2 separate regions of the Mus musculus genome follow, and region 2 is linked to region 1. Evidence: chromatin contacts called from public HiChIP or PLAC-seq data. All regions are on one chromosome and are shown on one strand. The core of a region is the stretch at or near the end of the contact, and the rest is flanking DNA. Distances in the headings are between cores, read along the strand shown.

What was found. HiChIP or PLAC-seq counts read pairs in DNA pulled down with a chosen protein or histone mark.
Region 2: a FOXA1 HiChIP or PLAC-seq map of pancreatic cancer cells shows a contact between it and region 1. The contact joins the promoter of Cops3 here to the enhancer-like site in region 1. A contact is called at or near these places in 3 of 39 promoter capture datasets (hippocampal neurons, pre-B cells and trophoblast stem cells), 3 of 484 Hi-C or Micro-C datasets (the HL-1 cell line, nephron progenitors and pre-B cells), 2 of 115 datasets of contacts at active chromatin or transcription factors (embryonic stem cells and pancreatic cancer cells) and 3 of 9 other capture datasets (adipose tissue, liver and pancreatic islet).

What each region holds. Positions count from the first base shown.
Region 1 is chr11:59,632,136-59,638,691 of GRCm38.p6, forward strand. It overlaps Gm33998 (a long non-coding RNA gene), which reads right to left. Exons shown (of 3, transcript XR_388694.3): 3 at 2,907-4,879. Among named protein-coding and RNA genes, the nearest start is that of Gm33998, 8.0 kb to the right of the region's middle. Within about 2 kb of position 4,131, at least 130 of the 459 cell types and tissues checked have an H3K27ac peak or open chromatin away from gene starts, as enhancers often do. A contact at or near this core is called in the HL-1 cell line, pancreatic cancer cells and trophoblast stem cells, where this site is marked.
Region 2 is chr11:59,834,792-59,841,670 of GRCm38.p6, forward strand. Cops3 (COP9 signalosome subunit 3) reads right to left here and starts at 4,976. Exons shown (of 12, transcript NM_011991.1): 1 at 4,879-4,976; 2 at 2,100-2,229. The coding sequence starts at 4,933.

The DNA.
Region 1 (6,556 bases), core at 2,881-5,380:
CCCACGCCAACAGTGTTATCACCATTCTGGGTCATTGCCAATCAGATAGTTCTTGGTTTGGATTTACACTTCTCCAATGATACATGACTAAGTGCTTCTCCTTCATCCAAGAGCCATTTGTGTTTCTTGTTCTGGGAATTGCCTGTTTTGTATTCTCATTTTTTCTTTACCCTCTTGCTTTATCGACCTATAGAAATACTTTACATAGTCAAGAAATTTTGAATCAGGCAGTGGTGGCACAAACCAAGTCCCAGCACTAGGGAGGCAGAGGCAGGAGGATCTCTGAGTTCAGGGCCAGCCAGGTCTACATAGTGAGCTCCAGGACAGCCAGAGCTACACAGAGAAACCCTGTCTCGAAAAAACAAAATGAAAAAAAAAAAAGAAGAGGAGGAAGAAGATGAAGAAGATGGGGAGGAGGGAGAAGAGGAGGGAGAGGATGCGAACAAAGAAGAGGAGGAGGAGGAAGAAATTTGTGTTTTGTGCTGAGTGATTTAACAATGGAGGCAAAGGGAGGGATAATAACTTTGCATATTACTTCTGCTACCTCAGTCTCATGTCCAGATCCATCCTTTCCAGCCAATGGTTCTTTGCTTCTTCCTTTTTGTCTTCCCATTTCCTGCCTGCTTTGTCCTGGCTAAAATTCCCAGAACTGGTTTCAGTAGTGAAAGAAAACATGATGTCTGTATTTCACCACATTAAGGATTTTAGGAGTTGGGTCTGAATGATGTGATTTTCTTCCTCTAAGTGGGTACTCCACCTGATAGATAACCTGGGTCCCCTGATTACCAGGTCATTATGATGAATAATCCCTCTTAGTCAGCCCAGACTTGGGTATTGCAGCCTCCTCTACTCTGTCTTTGCCTCATCGCCACTGATTGGAAGGTGGCATGACTGCATAGTTTTTCAGTGACTCTGAGGTGTGGATAGTGGGTCTCTATTGTTCTCATGAGACCCTCCAAAGTCAGGGGTATTGGACCCTGGCAAGTCTGCCCTGGACACTGTGTGGTGATTTGAAAGAGAAATTCCCCCATCGTCTCAGCCTTTGAACACCTAGTCTCCAGTTGGTGGTGCTGTTCACCTAGTCTCCAGTTGGTGGCGCTGTTTGGGGAGGTTTATGTGGTACAGCGTTGCTGGAGAAGTGTGTCACTGGGCGTGGGCTTTGGGATTAAAAGCCTTGAGCAGCTTCCAGTTTCACATTCTCTGCTTTACTCTCCTGGTTGAGATGTGAGCTCTCAGTTTCTTGCTCCTGTCACTATGCCTGCCATTTGCTGCCATGTTTCCCTGTCGAGATGGACTTTTATCTTTCTGTAACCATAAGCACATATAAACGCTTCCTTCCCTGAAGTTGCTTTGGGTTGTGCTGTTTTACCAAAGAAATGGGGAGGTGACGAATAAACATGCAAAGGATGCAAATGGGCTGGGAGCTGGGAAGGGCTCACACTGTCTTTCAGCAAGATTCCCTCATCATGGGATACACACCCCCACACAGAGATGCACATACACACATACACACATATACACACAAGCACACACACATACGTGCACACACGCACACATACGCACACATGACTGTACAGGAAGGGCTCAGGATGGAGAATGCTAACAGAAAAAGACCCAGAAGAAAGGTCCCCAGAAGGCCCTGTAGTCATTGGCTGGCTCCTGGACTGTGGTGTTCTTGCCTCCTGGTCACCCTGTCAGTGTCTGGATCTCACAGGAGCCACCTGCACTTAGGTCTTAGGCTTATGCTGGGGAAACTGCTGTAGGGACAAGTCCTACCAAGAAACCAGGTGCACCCTATTCTAATCTGTAGTCTCTCTTGGCTACCAGACACCAGCAACTTACACAAAACTTACATAAGCCTGGGACCCCAAGCAAGAGCCCTTTGCTAGTATGTGGAAGAAATGGCTGCATAAATGGCCAGAGGAATTGGGTTATAGTCCTCCTAGAGACAGCCAGGGAGCCCTAACGTGGATCCTCAAAGCCTTACATGCTAGGCAGCCCACAAGTGATGGACTACTCTGTCATAGAGATTGAGTGCTCTCCCAGAAACCCTGCCAAGCCAGTTGGGAAACCTGTCCAGCCAGTGCAGAGCCTCCGGGATCACAATCCTCACTTAGGGGCAGGCAGTATCAGTCAAGCGCTGCAGTGGCTTTCCCAGTCCCAGATGCCTTAATATACAGGGCTCCCTCCAGGTCTGCCCTAGGCCACACCCAGGGAGGGATGAAGTCCTTAGCCTTTGTAAGATGCCAAGCAGGATTTCAGCATTCATGTGTGGATCCTGAACAGCCTGATGTAGCATATCAGGATAGGGCTGAGGACAGGGGACACACGGGGTCCACTGTCTATGTGTAGAGCTTCCGGCCATTCAGAGGAAGGGATAGGAAGAGCAGCAGCTTGAGCCAAGAACAGAGGGGCAGGTGGTCAGGGAAGATAGTGCCGAAGAATAAATAGTCAAAGGATCACCATGAATTCACAGCGAGTTGGAGCTGAATTCAAGGCTACCTTGGGCTACAGTGTTAGACCCTGTCTCAAAAAAAGGCAAAAAGAGTCTGAGGACACAGCTCATTTGGCAGAGTGCTTGCCCCAGCATGGATGAAGTCCTGGGCTCCATCTCTAGTACTAGTGATCAAAACTGCATGATGATAGATACCTATGACCCAGTGTTCATGAGGCAAGAAAATCAGGAGCTTGGGGGGAGGGGCGATTGACAGGGCGTGTAGGGGCTGGGGTGGGGTGGGGAGGCTATTCATTCTCTGCCACATGTGAGCTCCAGGCTAGCCTGAATACATGATGCATTGTATCTATAAACAGGAAGGAAAGGGGGTGAGAGGAGGGAGAAAAAGAGGAAAAATTCTCCTCAAACCATGTCTGTGTGAAATATAACAGACTTTTTTTTTATGTCATTACATCCTAAATAATATAGCGATTTGCACGATTACATTGTGCTGGGTGCTATGTGCAATCTAGGCAAACTTTGAAGTCCGGGAGAGCATGTGCATCGGGCCTTGAGCGTCTGTAAGTTTGAGCGTCTGCATAGGCCCTCCAACCAGTCCCCCAAACACTTAAGGACTGCAGTGTTTGGTCACTCCCTACCTCCAGGTCTCTCTGACTCCAGACATGAGCTGATGATGGTAAGACTTTGTAGCATTAAAGCGTGAGAGGCAGAACAAACGGGGCTGAGCTACGTCCACTGTCCATCTATCTCTGCGTGTACCCTGCTCCCAGGCTGTTTGGCATGACTTGGGGCGGACTCCTTGCTCTGATCTCAGCTCCTTCCTCCTGCTCCCCGGCTGGCTTGTTTAACCACTGTGGGTGTTCCTACACTGAAACTAGACAGTCCTTGGAGTTCTCACTAACAAGTCTGGGCAAGTGGAGGCCAAAGCCTGACCTCAACTGCTTACCCATGTTCTGTCACCTCCAGCCCGAGGCTGCACCACCACTAGATGAGGGGCTGTGGTTCCTAGGTTCAGATGTGGGCTGGCTGTACCCTTTTGTAGAGTCAGGCTGAGAGCCAGGGCCATAACGTAGTGATCCCCAGCCTGCATCTGGTCAGCACATGTGCTGAATCTGGCAGACAATTTCAATTTTTTTAAAAATTGAATTCATCGCCAACATTTGAATATCACTAGTTTCCTTGTAGAAATACATTTAAAAATTTTTTAAATTTATTGATTAATTGATTGAATCTTTGTAAAAACAGGTCTGCTTTCCAACAAGGTACCTTTGTCAGAAAGGGTTGAGGCTTGAAGGACACAGTCCTCTTACCAAGCCGCTCTATCTCTTGATGCTGTATACCCAGCTCTTAGGCGTCTGAGTAGTAATCTAGAACTTTCTTCTCATTGCATGACTCAGAAATGGTAAGAAGACTCTAAGTAAGTCTAACAAAACACTTAGGAACTGAACTGTATCCTGCCCCCACTACAGGTCTCAAATCTCTTCAGCAAGATGGATGAGAATTCCATACAGCTAGGACAGCTGGAATTTTGGGGAGGCAAAGATACATTCCCAGAATCCCCCAGAGTCCTGAGGACACCCACACCCTTTGTCCCAGCCACCGTAAGAAAGGCTACACTGATAAAGGCCCTGGGCAACCGGATGACAACATTCTTGGACTCAGATTGAGTGGGAAGGGCCACCTGCTCAGCACATAGCTCAGGGCTGCCAAGAGGGCAGTGGCTGTTGGGCTACTGGAAGCAGGGGTGCCAGCCCTGCTTGGCATTTCAACAATGCCACAAGTACCCAAGCCATAGTAGGGAAGCCACATAGACTCATTCTGCAAGGACTTAAGGGGAAAATGCCACTCTTGTAGGCGGGGATTCTGGGTCTGCCCACCCGCCCCGACTTAGCTCCTTCTGAACATTGTTATCGAGGAGGGAATACCTCCTCATAAACCCGAGGCACAGACAGGACTGGCTGACACGGTGCCAGGCAGGGCCTTTGGGAGCATGGTCAAGGGCTGGCATGACCCAGTTAGTAAATGATGTGAGCCAGCCGTTCTCCTCATCTGCAGCCCACAAAGGAGTCTGAAATGGCTTCTTCTCTAGGCCAACGTTGTATTATAGTTGCAGTGCTCCAAATGCTGTCAGCGTGGCATAACGAAGGCTTTGTCACAGGTAACAGCAGGGGAAAGTCCACAGGGGATAGGAGAAACAATAGGTCCCTTCCAGATAGCCTCACAGGTCAGGGAAATGTGGTGGCTCTGGGTCACAGAAAGCTTCACAGTCCAAGATTATTTTGTCAGGTTTACCAGGAGGGTGTAGCAGCAGTTGTAGAACATGTTCAAGTTCAGGTCTTGGGACCTTTGGTCAGTGTTTTGCGTCTCTGAGCTCCACCTTAGGTAGGTATGACTCTCAGTCCCCTTTTGAATCTGTTTGGAAGACTGAACAGAATACTGAATGTAAATCACTGGCCATCAGTGGCTAAACGGAGGTGACAAGCTAGCCCACACCATAGCTCCCAAACATGTTTAATCTCTGAGCTTTGGGGTATGCACCACGCTATCTATCTTTCAAGCAGGAAGTGACTCAGGCACCCATCCCAGTGGTTAGCATGGGAGGGAGGAAGTTCCTCTTTAGTGTTTGCGGCAGGTCATCTGTGGTTGGCTACAGTGGCTGGGGATACAGGTTAGGCTAAGTGGGGTGTGGCCAGACCCTTTTGCTCTCAGGAAACATCTCGTACTTTTGCTGAGCATTGGCCTTCTGGGAATATAGACAAGAAGGCATCACACAGAATGTAGCCTTGTAGACCAAGGCTTGGGAAATGTTTCTGTTTATATGGAACAGGAAGTTGGGAAAAAATACTATGGACTCTTTTTTTTTTTCTTTAATACTAGGGCCATCTCTCCCTTTTGTGGGACAGCAACTCATTATCTCCCTTTAATGTCTTGCTATGCACTGTCTCTTTCGATGTTTATTTCCACTTTTTATTAATTTTTATTTTTTTTTTTCAGACAAGATCTCATCTTCCTACCCAGGCTGATTTTACCCCGTGCATCTCTCCAACATCAGCATCCCGAGTGCTCAGTTACAGGGATAAGCCACATGCCTGGCTTCTTTCAACATGTATTTTAAAATGTATTTGCTAACATTAAAATATGAAATCTGGTCGGGTGGTGGTGGTGCATGCCTTTAATCCCAGCACTCAGGAGGAAACAGAGACAGGCAGATCTCTGAGTTGGAGGCCAGTCTGGTCCACATGATAAATTCCAAAGTAGCCAGAGCTACAGAGTAAAACCTTATCTTCTCAACAATGTGTATGTGTGTGTGTGTGTGTGTGTGTGTGTGTGTGTGTGTGAATGTGCGTGCTGTACCCATGTAACAGCCTATAAGTTGGCCACAGAAGAATGGTAAAATGGTATGTCCACAGGTACCAGGAGGGTGAGTCTTGAAACCACGAGGCTGGGTGAAGGCTGCAGACCACAGATCATATGCCATATGACTTTATGATGTGAAAATGTCCAAACAGGCAAGCCAAAGAGTCAGAGGCCAGATGAGCGTGGGGAGCAGAGAAAGGTCTGAGTGAATGTGTGTTGCTGAACACAGCCATGTCAAGGACCCCAGTGCCTCAGACCCATGGGAACTGGCAAAGCCTTCATCTGATCCGAGTGTGAATATAGACAGTGTATTCAGAAACGATCAACCAACTTCCTCCTCTGGGATGACTGCAGCCCAAGACTGATCCCCTACAAAGACTTCTCAGAAAGATTAACTAAACATGTCTCCTGTTTATGTGTATACTGTGAGCCTGCTTCCTTATCCAGCTGTATATGATAAACCCTCTACCTTGGCTCAGAGTATAAATAAAGGTGCTGGGATTCCCCACTGTTGGTGGCACCGCTGGTGCCCTCCACTAGGGTGAGCACAGCCCACCTGATCCCAGCTTTTCCGTGTGTATCCTTTCTTCATCCCTTCAACGCCCCACTTAGGTCAACCCTTACAGCTGTACAGAATGTGGCACATCAGCGGCTGGAGTTGCAGCCCAGTGGAGACATAGATGGCACTGGCGTGAAGAGAACATGTAGGAATGGGAGACGTGGCTCAGCAGTTAAGAGCACTTG
Region 2 (6,879 bases), core at 3,726-6,225, 200 kb after region 1:
ACAGCTAATCAACACAGCACTGCTAACAATGTCACTTTCTACTTTGTAATTATGAACATGTGCCAGAAACAATTTCACAACAGTCAACAAAGCACTGTGATTTATATCTGAAAAAGCAGCAGTACAGGGCTCCACATTCTGTAAGTGAAAGAACATGGATTGAAACGAGCCTTCAAGCTGGGCATTGGTGGTGCATGCCTTTAATCCCAGCACTCAGGAGGCAGAGATAGGCGAATTTCTAAGTTTGAGGCCAGCCTGGTCTACAGAGTGAGTTCCAGGACAGCCAGGGATACACAGAGAAACCCGGTCTCGAAAAACCAAAAAAAAAAAAAGAAACGAGGCTTCAGACACAGGTTCTTTCATGCAATATTTGTACATAACTAACACTCAATGGTAAGACACTATATAGTACCAAATGTTTTCATGGCTGCAGGCATTAGCACTAGGGAGGCTAAGGCAGGAAGACGGTGAGCCCAGGACTGGCCTGTGTAGAATACTGAAATCCAGTCTCAGAGGGAAAAAAGAAAAGCTTTCTGAGCTAGGGAGCAGGCTCAGAGGGTAAGGGTGCTTACGGCCAAGGGTGATGACTTGAGGTTGATCCCTGAAACCCACACGGTAGCAAGGAAACAATTCCCACAAGTTGTCTCTGACCTCTGCATGTAGATGTAGACACACACAAATAAACACATGTAAAAAGTATGTCTTCACATACATCCCATGTGACATATATGAAAATGTGTATATGTGTATACTATCTGCTCTTTCATATCAGTAAGAAAAAAATACACCTTCCTCTCAGAATTGCCAGTGTGACTAGGGCCAGATGTTTATTATTTTAAATGCCATGACAACATCCCCATTTATACACTCCAACAAAACAAATTCTCTTGAGACATTGTTACAAGAACTCCAGTTACAAGAGATTTGAAAATCTGTGCCAGGCTATAAGAAGATACATGACTAACTGTAGTCCACCATACCCTACTACATTATATTACATTTTTGCTTTCTAAGTTAGAAAACATTGCTAAGCCTCTGGATCACATTAACATAATATTGAGACAAATGCAAGTTATAATGCCTAGCTTTTTTTAAAGGAAATTTTCAAGGAGCAAGATGGCTCAGAGACTAAGAACACCACTGTTCTTACAAAGGACTTAGTTCAGTTCCCAGCACCAATGTCAGGTGGCTCACAGCTGCCTGTAACTTCAGCTCCTCTTCTGTCCTCTAAGGGCACCCCACAACACAAACACACAAATTAAAAAAAATATTTTAAACCAGCCTGGTTCAGGACAGCCAGGGCTACAAAGAGAAACCCTGTCTTAAAAATCAACAAGGGCTGGAGAGGTGATTCAGTGGTTAAGAGCACTGACTGCTCTACCAGAGGTTCTGAGTTCAATTTCCAGCAACCACATGGTGGCTCACAACCATCTGTAATGAGATCTGATGCCCTCTTCTGGTGTGTCTGAAGACAACTATAGTGTACTTATATATACATAAAATAAATAAATCTTTAAAAAAAAAAAACAACAAAAATTTCAAAAATTCAAATTTGTACATACATAAATGAATGAAAATGATAAATTTGCAAGCTGGATCATTCACTCTGAAGTTAAGAGAACTTGTTCCTCTTGCAGAGAGCCTGGGTTAGGACCCAGTACACATATGGTGGCTCACAACCACTCATAACTCCAGTTTCAGGGGAATCCAACACCCTCTTCTGACTTTTGAACACACCAGAAATGCATGTGGTATACATGAATACATGCAAGCAAAATACTCATACACATGAAATACACATAAACCTTTCAAAAAATTATAAAACTGGTGTCATGTGTAGTAGTGTACACCTTTAATCCCAGCACTCAGAGGCAGAGGCAGGTGGATCTCTTTAGTTTGAGGTCAACCTGGTCTACAAAGTGAGTTCCACGACAGTCAGGGAGCCAGGCTACAGAGAGATCCTGTCTCCAAACAAACAAAAGACATGGAACTGAACACAATATAATAGTAAGCTGCGATTTGCTGGAGCATATGCGCACACTAGAAAACACAGACTGTAATAAGCACAAACCTACAAAAGAAAAGAAAATGTCCCTTACAGAACAGCAAGGACACCCAAAGAGTGTTCTTGAACATCTAAAGCCCCAAGCACAGTGTCCAGATGGGACAAGTTCTTCGCAAGGAGTTCTCCACTCTTGTTGATGAGTTCACAAAGCTGAGTCATTTGCCCTGCAAAACAGAACACTAGCATTCAGTTAGGGTAATAACTAAAGAACACTAACCAGACTTCCTTCTCAAATGCTTGGATGATTTGTTATGTCTTCCTCTGAGACTAGGATGAGAACAAACAACTTGCCCCTGCCTCAAAGCTAGTCAGAGGAAACACAAGACCTCCCAATCCCCTCTGGGCTCCAGAAAGCGCCTGCAGTTCCTAAAGCCAGAAGTCTACATATCACTGTCACTGTCTTTCTCAGAACCAAACAGGACTTACATTATGCCATAAGTTCCTCAGCTCCACTCCTCTCCCTTTCACGTCTTAATTCCGAACATTATCACTTCTTGTATGGACTACTTGGCATATCTTCTAAATGGTATATATGTTTATTCCAAATTCTACTTCTTATTATGCAAACTCAATCAAATTACACTCTAGGCTTTAATAAATCCAAACACCCCAGCTCAGTGTCCAGAGCCAACTTAATAACTGGTTTCTACTGACTCACCTCCCGGTCATTCATCAACTTGGGCTCTTCTCTCTGCCCTCGCCATAATTTCATTCCCCACGACTCACTATCCACCTACTCTGTGCCCTCAATGTACTACAAGAGACTGTGGTGACCAGGTAACTCAAAGTGAATCCACGTGTAAGGGTCTACTGAGCAGCTAAGCAACAGCTCCTTGGACTGACTAGCCTCCAAACTGCTAAAAAAAAAAAAAAAAAGGGGCTGGTGAGATGGCTCAGCGGGTAAGAGCACCCGACTGTTCTTCTGAAGGTCCTGAGTTCAATTCCCAGCAACCACATGGTGGCTCACAACCATCCCTAACAAGATCTGACGCCCTCTTCTGGAGTGTCTGAAGACAGCTACAGTGTACTTACATATAATAAATAAATAAATCTTTAAAAAAAAAAAAAAAAAAAAAAAAAGTTCCACTTAATGGCATTATAGTGTGGCTAGGAGAAAAGACAGGTGGGTCTCTGTAAATTCCAGGCCAGCAGGATTACACAGTGAGACCCTACCTCCAAAGCAAACAAAAACCAAGTGCATGTTTACAGACAATCTACAAAACTAAAGAGAACCCTCTCCCATCCAGAGTCTATACTCCAGCTAGCCTCATTCTTTTCTCAGAAGCAACCCAGTGTTACCAGTGAACACCTTAAGGATCTAAAGACAGTCCACATGAATAGGAATACTCACCCATGCGCCATGCAGTCTATTTATTCACATAGATGGCACTGTGTTGTGTACACTATTAAGCATCTTTCTGCTATTTAATGATGACCTCAGATTCCTTTTCAGTTTGCAAAAAGTATATGCACTTTTCTTCCCACAGCTGCATAGGAATCCATTTGTACGGCTGTGCTGTAATTGTCTAATTTTAATTTTCTGTGTCTGTATGTGGTTATGTGCATGTAAGTGAAGGTGCGTGAAGAGACAGAAGAGGATGTTAGGTTTTGGGTCCCTTGAAGCTGGTGTTACAAGGGGTTGGGTGTCCACTAACAATGCCAGGAACTGAACTCTGGTCCTCTGAAAGAGTAGTACATGCTGAGAGCTGTTCTCCAGCTCCACTTAATTAACTTATTTAGAGACAAGGTTCTCATTGTGTAATGCTGGCTGGCCTTGAACTCAAGAGATCCACCTAACTCAGCCTCCAGAGTTAGGGGACTAAAGGAGTGCACGCCTATGCTCACTCCTTACTTAACTAGTCCTACCTGTATCGTATGGATGAATGACTTATTTAAAGAAAAAAAAAAATCACTCACAGGTGTCTATCTGGCCTGTGAGCTTAAGTCTATCACTGACAAGGAAAACGAGAATTACCATTTATTTTGCATGGTGTCATCATTTAAACCTTACAAGAGTTAGGTGGACAACTACCCGGACACACCTCATACCTCTCTTTTTCTACAGATGAAGAAACGAGCCTAACCTCACGGAATTTCCACATGTCAAAAGCATTTCTAACATGCTTTCTCCACTCCATTCCCTTAACTCTATTAAAGAGAGGTCACATTCTTCTGGCTCAAGATTATGGGTGTGTTCAAGTGACGAGATGAATGGACCAGACGGTATGCAAATTAAGGGGGGGAAATAAAGTAACAACTGTACGCCCTAGAGATGTAGTCCGACTACTGAAAGCTCCCTTGGAGCTCGGTTCGACCAAAATAGGGGCGGAGGATTCCGAGCGTGCGCCGCTGGCCAGCCAAGACTCACGCCTTCTAGCCAAGGAGCCTAGAAAAGACTCCCCTCCAGCCGCTAGAAGGGCCTGGTGGGGGCGGGGGGGCAGACCGGCAGGACGGACAGGACGCTAGACCAATCACCAAAAAGCAGTGATGGCCAAGGGACCAATGGGTGCTCCGGAATGCCCCTACCGGAAGTCACGCCCCCAAACTGTCAAGCGGCGCCCCGTGGCTGGGGCCCGGAGGGGGGGTGCTGGAGGGGGAGGGGAAGGAAAGTCTCCGGGGCCCGAGGCAGGGGAAGGCGACGGCAAGGACGACGGCGCACGACAGCACGAGGACTGCTCCCCTCGGCCGTGCGCTCCTACCCTAAGCACCAAGGCTTGAGCAGGTCCAGGGGGAGAGGCTAGAGAGCGAAGGGCGGTCCCAAATCCGCACCGGTGCCAGGGCATACCGGGCCAGCTCTGCGGCCCAGGCCTCACCTTGAGCTGAGAGCTGTCGGACACTGTTCACGAACTGCTCCAGAGCAGACGCCATGTTTCCCCCCGCTGGTGGCCCGAGCAACAGAGGTAAGCTCGCGCGGGAAAAAGCGACTGCTCTAGGAGGAGGGGCCCGGCGACCCACTAAAGCCTGGAGGCAGGTTGTGTCACTTCCGCCGGCCAAGCGCCGCGAGATCTTACCTGGCTGAGGCACCCCCTCCTGTCTCCATGGAAACAGTTCCGCTAGTCGCCGGAAGTCAGGTCCCCTCCCTCGCCTTTCATTGTAGTGCACTTGGGAAATCTCGTCTCATGTTAAATGGAAATAACGAAGAAAGGAAAGAATAACACTTAAGCACAAAATTTCTGGGCCCAGTTTTGCTTAGAATGACTGAACATTATTTTAAACCTAGCCACATACTTCCGACACGGCTCCATTGCCACTTCCGGAACATGTCACTAGAGAGCCATACTTTCTTCCAAAGGCAAGGGAAAATGACTCCTTTTGAAGGATGGGGAACTCGTTTTATAAGTTCCTAGGAATGGTGGCTTTTATCTAACGACCAGAAACCCTTCTGTATCTGAGGTTGTGCTCATTTCTGAACATACACAATGCCTGAGAACTAACAGCTTAGTGCTGGACAGTTTCCCAAGTCAAAGTGTAACATTAGGAAGGTTTTGAATTCTAAAGCTGAAAATTAAACACCAAGCAATTCCTCGGATTTCCAGGCTCCCCAGGTCTAGACTGAAGCAGTGATTTTTCTCATTCCATCTTTGGTTTCTTATATGACCATCATCTATCTGTAACAGTTAAACTCAGGTTAAACTTTCCCTCTGAAGCAAGCTCGGTAATCTAAGGCTAAGGGGTTCTGATAGATAGCACAGCACACTTTAGGTTCCTGCTTGGCTCGGAACTAATTTCTTTCCTAGGATTTCTAGTGCTGTAGCAAAGATGAGAAAAAGGTTACTTTGTATCACTTCATAAGATGAATGAAAGGCCTCAGGCAATGAGGCTTTAGAGGGAGACTCTTGAAAGCAACCGGGATCCAGGGTGTTAGTGTTACCGCTCTAAGGGGCAAGTTTTCCCTAATACAAGTGTTGCAGTTCCGAGGGGGCAATGCCAATGAATGTGTTACAGCTCCGGAAAGACTTCTCCAATGGAAGTATTACAGCTCTGAGGGGAGAGGTTGCTTGTGTGTAAGTGTGACAGCTGAAGGGAAAGTTATCCTGGCAGTCTGGAGCCAAGGAATGCCACAAAGTCACATGGCACATCAAACGTCACTCAAGAGATTGGGAGAGATAACAGAGGGTGCTGCCTCTCCTGGGAGAAGCAGCAGGGAATTGGTGAGGAGACAGGCTTATACAGAGTTTCATGGGGAAGGAGTTTTCCAGGGTAAAGATTTCCACGGTGAGGATTAGTGAGATTTCAAGCCAAACTCAAAGACTGGTGAGAGTTTGTGCTCAGGGATTCGTAGGTTTTGGAGCTGAGGAATTGGTGGGTTGGTGACAGGAAACGGTCACCAACAAGGATATTTAACCAGATTATAGGTTCCTGGTTTACAGTTGGAGATGGCACTACCCTCTGGAGGAATACTGCTTTATCTTCATCCTTCCAAGTGGTCAATGAACCACAGCTCCAAAGGGGGCAGAAACACCAGTACTAGTGGCATATCTAGTCATAACAAGAACTCTTTGCACACGTACTCACCAGTAAACCTCTATCTTGTTCCCAATATAGACCCACATATGGTTCTCTATAAGTTGACCGGGCATTACTATGGTCAAAGGGACTTTAGGGGTTGGACATCCCATTCTTTTGCTCATATAGCATCTTCATCTGTGGTCAAGCGGGTGGGCAACCACTCCCTGCTTGGATGGTATAGAGTAGTCAGGGATGAGCCAAGAGCCTGCATTTGTTGTCTCAGGGTAATGTTGCCCAACCCCTGTATGCTCTGATAAGGGGAGGCAGGAGTCCATAAAGGACAAGGGGAGAACCCTATGTGACTA